Regions from separate parts of the Gossypium hirsutum genome. Here all the other regions are linked to region 3. Evidence: chromatin contacts called from public Hi-C data. All regions are on one chromosome and are shown on one strand. The core of a region is the stretch at or near the end of the contact, and the rest is flanking DNA. Distances in the headings are between cores, read along the strand shown.

Region 1 (2,959 bases), core at 137-2,636, 240 kb after region 3:
CTGGGATGTGAAGAGGAAAAACTTCGGAAAATATCTTACCGAAATAAAAAGGGTAAGACATTTTCCCCAAAAAAGACCTCCTTTTCCCGTGTTTTGTATAATGTTTTACCGTAGAAAATTATTTTCAGCCAAACAAACATTGGAAAAGGCTGAAAAGCTTTTACAAAAAAGCTTTTACAGGTAAACAAACGGAGCCTAAAACTTTTCAAATAATCATGCTAAAATAGATTTTCCTTTTAATTGTTAGGAGGTTACTTTTTTAAAAAAATTATATGTTTAACTATTTGGACTGGCTGATATCACTGCAAAAGTAGAGAACCAAATTATGTCAAATTAAAACATAAATATTAAATCTCAAATATGAGTACAATAAAAGAATAAAATATACTTTGACTATTATTTTATATTAAAAGAATAAAAATAAAATAGTTGTATATGTATCATGGAGAAAAGCCTAGGGAACCGATTTTATTCGTAGATACATAATTTTTCTTAGAAAATACAGTTTTAACCCACAAAAAAGTTATCTCTATATGATAAGTTAAAAATGTGTACTTTTCAAAAAAAATAAAAATTCAACCTCAACATTTTAACTAAAATTGTTGTGGATAAAAAAAATATAAATAAACTAATGTTATTAAAAAAATAGAATACAAAATATGTCAAATTAAAATAAAGATTAAATTTCAAGTGCGATTCTAGTAGAGAGATTCGACTTGAAATTTGACCACTATAGAGATATAATAAAATATTAAAAAATAAATATTTAAAAAAGAGAGAGTCATGATAATTTTTTAATATTATTTATATAATAAAAATAGTACACTGTGCTAAATACTCACTTTTTTTATTATATTCTAAAAACAAATGACATTCAACCCATACCCACTTTTAGAAATTTTTTACTCAAAAGGTAATTATCATTTAAAATTTTTTGACTGAATTTAATATAATTAATTAATCTAAAAAGAAGTTAAATAAAAAATACATTAATAAAATTAAATAATTAATTAAAAAAATCACTCGCCACTTTTTCGAAAGAGTTAATTTGAATGTATGTCAGTTATAGATTTTCTTTAATTACGAGCAATTTGGCCCAAGCAACAAAACCATGGGCCCAAAGAGGACATTACAGGCTTTTCGAGGTCAGAAACTGACATCCATTAGGGCTTGGGCCTGCTTCATTTCCATTTTCTGGAACATCTCTCGGAACAATGACAGATGCTTACGCAATTAATTTATCCATAAACTTCTGGAACTTGTATTAGATAATGTTAAAATAATACTTGTCGACAACCTAACTTCTTTAGTGATTAAAATGCAAGAAATTATAACGACAGAAGATCGTAGAAGAACATATGAAACTATTAGTTTCATAGTAAAAATCAAGAAAGTTCAAGAGACAGCTTATTCATCCTTTATATATGATAAGTTCCATTTGTACATTATATTCATCATTACTGTATTCCCATTTCATAGAATCCAGAAGAAAGATGGCTCTCATCTCCCAATTATTTGGCGATGAAATATACGACCCTTTCCTTTCAATGGTCAACAAATGTCCAGTCCTTAACACCCCAACAGATTGGAAAGAAACCCCAGAGGCCCATGTGTTCATATCTGATCTTCCGGGGCTCAACAAAAAGGAAGTGAACGTTGAGATTGATGATGAAAGGGTGCTCAAAATATATGGAGAAAGGAAGGAGGATAAAGATGATAAAAATGTTAAGTGGCATAGAGTTGAGCGTTGCAGAGGCGAGTTCCGGAGGAGTTTTTGGTTGCCGGAGAATGTGAAGACCGATGGAGTTAAGGCATCAATGGAGGATGGTGTGCTTGTGGCGACTGTCCCCAAACAAGAAGTGAAGAAACCAGAGAAGAAAATGATTGAGATTGAGGAGATCAAGTGTTGAGTGGAAGAGATTTGAGAAAATTTTCATGTTTGTTTCAGTGTTTTCTTTGGTGTGTTTCATGTGTGTTGTTGTTGCTGCATTTTCATGTAATGTGTATGCTTCTGGCATGTAATACATGCATGTAAAGTTATGAATAAAATGTTTACTGGTTTCTTTTGAGAACGCCTTGTTCTTAGAACTTAACTCAAGCCAAAATTCTCAGTAAATCACTGAGAAAAAACCTTTGAAATAAAATACATATAAGATAACTTGAAGATAATGGGACATACACAAAAATCTCATTCGAAAAGTAAGAATACTTGAGTAAAAATATAGATTTGAAAAGTGAGTTTGAACGAAAAATAAAACTTGTTTTCTTAAATAAGTTAGGTCTTAAGTAGGATTTTTTGACTCAGGTTGAATCAATTGTTTTGTTGTTATTTCGATGATATTTTGTTGCCATTTCGTTGCTAATTTGTTATCATTTTTTTGTTACTATTTGGATATTGTATAAATTTTATTTTATTGTTAATTTTATTACTATTTTAGAGATATTTACTTGCTAAGTTGTAAATATATTACTATTATTTTTTTGGAAGGAGTATTAGTATTATTTAAGTATAAAGATTTTGGTTAATTCATTTTCTATTTTGTTGAGAAATATTTATTTTAATGTTCTTAGTGTATTTTATGTATTATATTTTTTTAAACTTGTTTTTATATAAAAATAATAATCTAAAAAAATTAATATAGACGAGTCAAGTCAAGCTTGTTTTAGCATTTTTAATTTATGTCAGACTCGGAAAAAAATTAGATCCATTTTCTAGACAGAGCCTGGACTTAAAATTTTTCATTGATCTAACTTAAACTTGACTCAATTTGACTCATGATCATGTCTAAATCAACCCAAAATCATGGTAAAAAATTGAATAAAAAATTGGAAAAGTTCAAAATTTTGTTTTTGGTTGAACTAAGTCTAATCATCTTAAATAATTTAAAATTGGAAATTAATAATATAAAATTGTTATAAAATTGTTGTATATAGAAGAGAAAAGAAATATATAAACTAA
Region 2 (3,204 bases), core at 496-2,995, 160 kb after region 3:
AAAGTCCTAAAGAAAGAAGCAAAGTAGATATCTGACGAATGTTGACAAACTCAAATAAAATAGAAAAAGTAAGGAAAGAGTTTTCCAAAGATTATTGACGAACCCCAAATTGGAGCTTTGTAGAGGTGTTCAACCTGGATGTCACGGAGGCTGCCAAAAAGGTGTAAGCAAAAAGCTAAAAAGGTTCTCAATAAGGGGACCCTCAACTTTGCACTTTCTCATGCCTTTCCTTCCTGATTGGCTACTGGGTTTTTCACTGTTGACTTCCACCTAATTTTTTGCCATTAAGTCACCCCCTCCATGCCCTTATTGCATTCCTGTTTCATTAGTCCAACCTTTGGTGATTGGTTTTTGCTTCACTATCATACACTTACTGAAAAGTAATAATTTTTTGCTTTTCTGGTTTTTGAACTTCACACGAAAGCTTTAGTTTCTATGATTAATTTCACTTATAATTATTAAATTACTTTCACAATTATTATATACAATATGTTTCCCCATCCCTCTAAAGGAGGACTTAAGTTTTAAACTACAATACAAGACGGCCTGACTCACTCAGCACGATTTTTAGGTAAGATGTTTTTGGTTTGGACTTCATCAACTCTATTTCAAATTAAATAATAAAATATTTTTATTTAAATTTATTATAACAATATTTAAAATTTATATTAATAATATTAAAATATTTAATTAATAAACATTATCTAATAAAATTGTTACACATACCGTCACAATTACAATTATTAAAAATACATATGGATAATTATAACCAGAATTAATCTTATAAGGCATGATCGATAATTAGAATACATCCAGATCTATACTTTAATAAATATACACAAAGTTCACTTATAGTAGGACATAAATTAAAATGAATATTGTTTGAGAACCCACACATGATTTATATCTTAAAGTTCCAGGAGCATTAACTATGTGATTAAGCTAAGACCTTTTTGAGGTAGACCAACTCTGTCGAGAAAAGTTTGTGAAGTGTTGTTCGTCAGAAGCTGACAAACCCCTCAACTGGTCAATATTATCTGCAATGGGAGTTTTACCCCCCAACTCTAATAAAAGCCAAGTGCTTCAAGAAGTGGTAAATTCATAAAGTGAAAGCAGCTCGTCAAGTGTGATAAAGAGGACCATATAGATGGACATAGCCACCCACCAAAGACATCTCAACATTTATTCATGTAATATTTGAACTCATGTCTTATAACACTTATTAATAACTATACAACTACTTCAGTCACCAATAATAAATATATTTGAATTTCGTCATCTTTTTCACTTTTTGTTTGTTGTTTAATAATTTCTTATGTAAATACATATTAAATTTTTGATTATTTAATTATAACATTAACTTTGATATTTTTTTTACTTTTATATTTTAATTATTCTTTTCATTATTGCAATTAATTAATTTTATATAAAATAATTTCACGAATCGATATCAAAGTTACATATCTTATTTTAATTGAAGTCAGATCTAATTTTTTTATGAAATAAATTAAATATATTTAATTTTATATCATTTTTAATATTTAATTAATATTTATTATTTTTGTAATTAAAAAAATAAACTAAATAAAATATATAAATAAATAATATGAATATAATTATTTTTTATTTAAAATTTGCTTAATAAATAAATGTCAAGGAAGGTGTAAGAGAATTTTAGAGTAAAAGTGCTTGGTACCTGAATTTTAGCCTAATTGAAATATAATCTTATCTTTCTTTATTAAGCAAAAATCAAACATTTTCCTGTGTTGGCCAATTGGTATCCCTAAAACCCCAACCCTATCTATAGCGGCGAAATCCAGATAACAATACAATCTAATCTCCTTCCAATCATCTTCTTCCACGTGTACATAAAGTGCCAGCCCCAATCAACCCAATCACCATCACTTTTCCCCTGTAATTTTCTGACACTTAAGCCTCTTTCCCTTCCATATTGTAGATCCCGCTCTGTTTCCTTTCCCTCTTTAAAGGTCTCTTCTCTCTTTTTTTTTTCTTTCCATTTTCCCTCCATCCAAACAGAAATATGTGCAACAATAACAACAGTACTAGACGAAGCAAAAGAAAACCAAAGTCTCGTAGTTTTTCTCTGAAACATTCTCGGAAAACCCGAACTAAAACTAGGAGACCAAAGTACCTTAGCCTTCTTCACCTTGAAGAAAACTTACCCCAAATGCCATTAACCAACAACAACGAGAACAACAACAAAGAAATTGCAGATAAACAGCTTAATCTTTTCCCACTTCACCCTGAAAATTTAGTTGAAGATCGTGATACACAGTACGATAATGTTTCTTTGCTTTTCGACACGACAGAGGGAGATGGTGATCATGCTGTTACACTTAACGGTCTTTTAGACAGCGAAGGTAGTGATAATTATAAGAATGAAATGGCGACGGCGACGACCACGACGACGGCGACTACGGTGACGTCGGAAGAGAGTCCTTTGTCACCTTCTTTTACGTATAGGGGGTATAACTGTGAAGATCGAACGAGGTTGTCGCTTGTACGGGCGGCTATGAAAGGGAAGAAAGAGAGAGATGAGAGTGAGGAGAAGTGGGTGGTTTATTCTGAGGTTGTGGAGAAGAAAGAGATGGAAGAAGTGAGTAGCGGCGGCGGAGGAGACGGTGGTTATGATGGCGGTGCATGGTGGAGTAAGAAGAAGATGAAAAAGTTGTTGGCTTTGAAGCTTGACTATGAGGAGATAATGAATGCTTGGTCTGATAAGGGCCCCCTTTACATTGAAGGAGAGTCCCCTCAAATTGTCCCTCACTTGCATCAACCTTCTCCCAATGTAAGATCTTAGCCCCTAATCAATCATTTCTTTTTGTTTTAACTTTTTCTAATGTTAAAAGTTAAGAGTTTAAGTTAATAAAAATATTTAATTTTGGGCTTATTTAGATTTCTTTTTATAAAATAAATTATTCAGGATGATTTTTTATTTAACTTAAAAAATGTTTTTTTATGCAGAAATTTTTTTATGAGTTTGAATTTAATACGCTAACTATAGTATTAAAAAAAATTATTTACAAGTCAAAATAAATCAATAATGGTGTCTGGTAATAAATTGGAAGAGTATTGCATACATAGATAAATAATAATTGAACATCAGTTATAAATTAGGTGATGGAAGAAATAATCTTATATTTTTTTATGTTAATTGATAAAAATGTGAAAGAAAGTGGCATA
Region 3 (3,148 bases), core at 78-2,577:
GTGTGGTGGGGGGAAAAGAAAATAAAAGAGGCTGGCATATATTATCTTGGGACCGCTTGTGTTACCCTAAAGGAATGGGGGTCTCGGGTTCCAGGATTTGAGGCGCTTTAACGTTGCGTTGTTAGGTAAGCAAGTGTGGCGTCTTATGTGCTATCGGGACACTTTGTGCTTGAGAGTTTTGAGCACAAAATACTTTCCAGATGGGGATGTCTTTCATCCTAAGCGGATTGACAAACCATCTTTTACTTGGCAAAGCATTACAAAAGCGGCTAGTTTACTGTACGAGGGCTTCGGGTGGAATGTCGGTAAGGGAAGCAGGATTGATATTTGGCACGACAGGTGGGGTTTTGAAGGGCTTTCGGGTGACTCGATTGGGCTGCGCAGGAGGGAGGTCCAAGAGGAAAAAATGTGTGACTTGCTGAACAGTGAGAAAGATGACTGGAACGAGGGACGGGTAATTGCGATCTATGGTAAAGACTTGGGGGACCAAATATGTAAAATCCCCATTATTCATAATGGCCCTGAGGATTCTCAGATCTGGTTCCATAACCCCTTTGGCTCTTACTCGACTAAGTCTGCTTATTCCTGGCTGACGTTGAAGCATGTAGCGTTTGGCCCTCGTCGGGTTTTTTGGAAGATCACGTGGAAACTACAGACTCTTTCTAAGATTAAGATTTTTTGTTGGCGTTTGGGACACGACATTCTGCCTACATACGAGAATATATCCAACATTAGAAGGGAGTTTAATAGCAATTGTCCAAGGTGTGGGACTGTTATGGAGACTCTAATTCATGCTATGAAAGACTGTCCTAAGGCTAGAGCGGTGCTGGCTTATGAATGACTGAACAATAACTTGTTGGAAGGCTGCTACGATCGGTGTGTGGACTGGCTTGAGGATGTGGCTCGTGCACTGGACAAGAAGGCTTTTTCTGATTTCATAACGGTGCTTTGGAATATTTGGAACAGCCGCAACAATAAAGTTTTTCGGGATGTAGAGGAGGAGGCCAGAATGACTTGGGAAAGGGCTGCTGGGTTAAGCCGTGAATTTTGTATTTTTAACTTCCTGGAAAAACCGATGATTCCTAAGCCGATTATGGAAAAAGGGTGGGCGAAGCCCGGTCTGGGAGTGATTAAGATAAATTTTGACGCTACTACGATGGGAAGAAAGATGAGTTTTGGGCTTGTGGCGAGGGACCATGATGGTTTTGTCCTAGGCGGTCGAGTGGGCGTGTTGGAGAAGAACGTCCAAGCCGAGTGGGCCGAGTTTTATGCACTGGAAGAAAGCTTGAATTTTGCGCGGACAAAAAATTGGCGTAAGTTGGGGTTTGAGTTTGATTGTGTAAGCCTGGTGAATCGGCTAAATAGGATGACGGTTGACTTTTCAACCATGGGCTACTGCATCAGGGAAAGTATTAAAATATTGGATCCATGTGTTTACTTTAAATTTGTTTGGGCTCCACGCTGTTGTAATAATGCGGCTGATTACCTTTGTAAATGGGCTACTGCTCAGAATGGTATTACGGATTTTGACGTGGATTATCCTTTGGAAATCCATGATATTATTTTAAGAGATGCAATAAATTGAGGTTGACCTTCGGGTCTTTTTCTATAAAAAAAAAATGTCGCCTGGTAGTAGTTTGTGAGCTTAAGCAACTTCTTATTGCTAACGTCCCAGATATTGTTTTTCTTTGTGAGACTAAAATCAAATCTAATGGTTTCCAACGTATTCGCAATTTATGTAGGATGGAGGGCTGTCTTGCGGTCGATTCGAAGGGAAAGAGCGGGGGGCTGGCGTTAATGTGGAGAGCAAGCGTGAATGTCTCGATCCAGAACTATTCAAAATTCCATATCGACTGACTGGTTCGACTGGAGGATGATGCGGTGATTAGATTTACTGGCTTTTATGGCCAGAGCGATTCTAGTCAAAGACAGCAGGCCTAGAACATGTTGAGAAGAGTAAGCGATAAGCTTACTGAAGGCTGGATTGTTAGGGGTGACTTCAACGCCATCCTGAATGACTCGTAAAAGGAGGGTGGCCGGTGTAAACCTAAGATTTTGATGTTAAACCTTGTAATGGATGGTTTATGTGGACTAACAATAGGGAAGGAGATCGGCTCGTGAAAGAGAGGCTGGACAGATTCGTTGTCTCTGATGCTACCATGGAGAAGCTTCCCTTTCTTACTTCCTTCATCGTTCGCCAGTCCAAGTCTGACCACGAGGCTATCATGATGGATTCAGAAGGTAGTAGACCCAACAAGGCGAAGGCTGGTCAAAGGGCTTGGTTTAGATATGATACTTGCTGGGCGGATGAGCAGGAGCTTAAAGACATCATTTCAAGTATTTGGTCGAAGAAGGATTGTTCTATGATAGATAAAATGGACCTGACTCGTGATAAGTTGGGTCCGTGGCTATATCATCGCTTTAGAAGAATGACGAACAAAATCAAAAAGTTGGAGAAGGAGATTAGTCAGCTCATGGATGGCGGTTCGAACGAGTGGACCACGCGTTAGCTTAAACAAGCTCGTGGAAAGCTTGGCTATCTTTATGATGTTGAGGAAAAATACTGGGCTCTTAGGGTGCGCTCCCAGTGGCTGAGGGAGAGGGATAGAAATACTCGTTATTTTCACGTTCGGGCGTCGGGTCGTAGAAGGAAGAACAATATTTCGAAACTTAAATATTTGCAAGGGACTTGGCATGATGACGAGGAGGAGATTGGCTATATTGCTTGGAATTACTTTAATGATATTTTTAAGACTTCATGCAATATTGATGTTGATAGAGACATGCAGCACATTCCTAGATGCATTGATGAGGATACAAACCGTAGGCTGAATGATGCTTTTACGGACGAGGAGATTATGAAAGGTTTTAAACAAATGGACCTTCGAAAGGCGCCGGGGATTGATGGGCTATCGAGGCATTTTTTCAGGATCATTGGTTTATTGTGGGTGATGATGTTTTACATCTTTGTCATGATATTCTTAAGGGCGAAAAAAGTGCTAGTTGTGTTAATGAGACTTTGATTGTTTTAATCCCTAAGATTAAAGATCCTTGTGAGATGGTTAACTTCCGTCCTATTAGTTTGTGTAGGGTGATTTATAAGTTGGTCTCTAAGACTCTTGCTAACCGGCTTAAGGAGGTCCTCCCT

Evidence for each region. Hi-C and Micro-C count contacts between places; a contact is called where the count stands out from the background.
Region 1: a contact with region 3 is called in a Hi-C map of leaf, with 2.0 times the contacts expected there. The contact joins the promoter of LOC107890212 here to the enhancer-like site in region 3. A contact is called at or near these places in 3 of 34 Hi-C or Micro-C datasets (anther and leaf).
Region 2: a contact with region 3 is called in a Hi-C map of fibers, with 4 times the contacts expected there. The contact joins the promoter of LOC107888734 here to the enhancer-like site in region 3. A contact is called at or near these places in 16 of 34 Hi-C or Micro-C datasets (anther, callus, fibers and 3 more).

The regions. Positions count from the first base shown.
Region 1 is chrA09:13,219,042-13,222,000 of Gossypium_hirsutum_v2.1, forward strand. It overlaps LOC107890212 (18.1 kDa class I heat shock protein), which reads left to right and starts at 1,387. Exons shown (of 1, transcript XM_016814702.2): 1 at 1,387-2,069. The coding sequence starts at 1,425. The coding sequence ends at 1,910.
Region 2 is chrA09:13,134,382-13,137,585 of Gossypium_hirsutum_v2.1, forward strand. LOC107888734 (zinc finger protein CONSTANS-LIKE 7) reads left to right here and starts at 1,746. Exons shown (of 3, transcript XM_016812922.2): 1 at 1,746-2,809. The coding sequence starts at 2,042.
Region 3 is chrA09:12,978,069-12,981,216 of Gossypium_hirsutum_v2.1, forward strand. No RefSeq gene overlaps it. Among protein-coding and RNA genes, the nearest start is that of LOC107889932, 13 kb to the left of the region's middle. Within about 2 kb of position 1,328, at least 2 of the 9 cell types and tissues checked have an H3K27ac peak or open chromatin away from gene starts, as enhancers often do. A contact at or near this core is called in fibers and leaf, where this site is marked.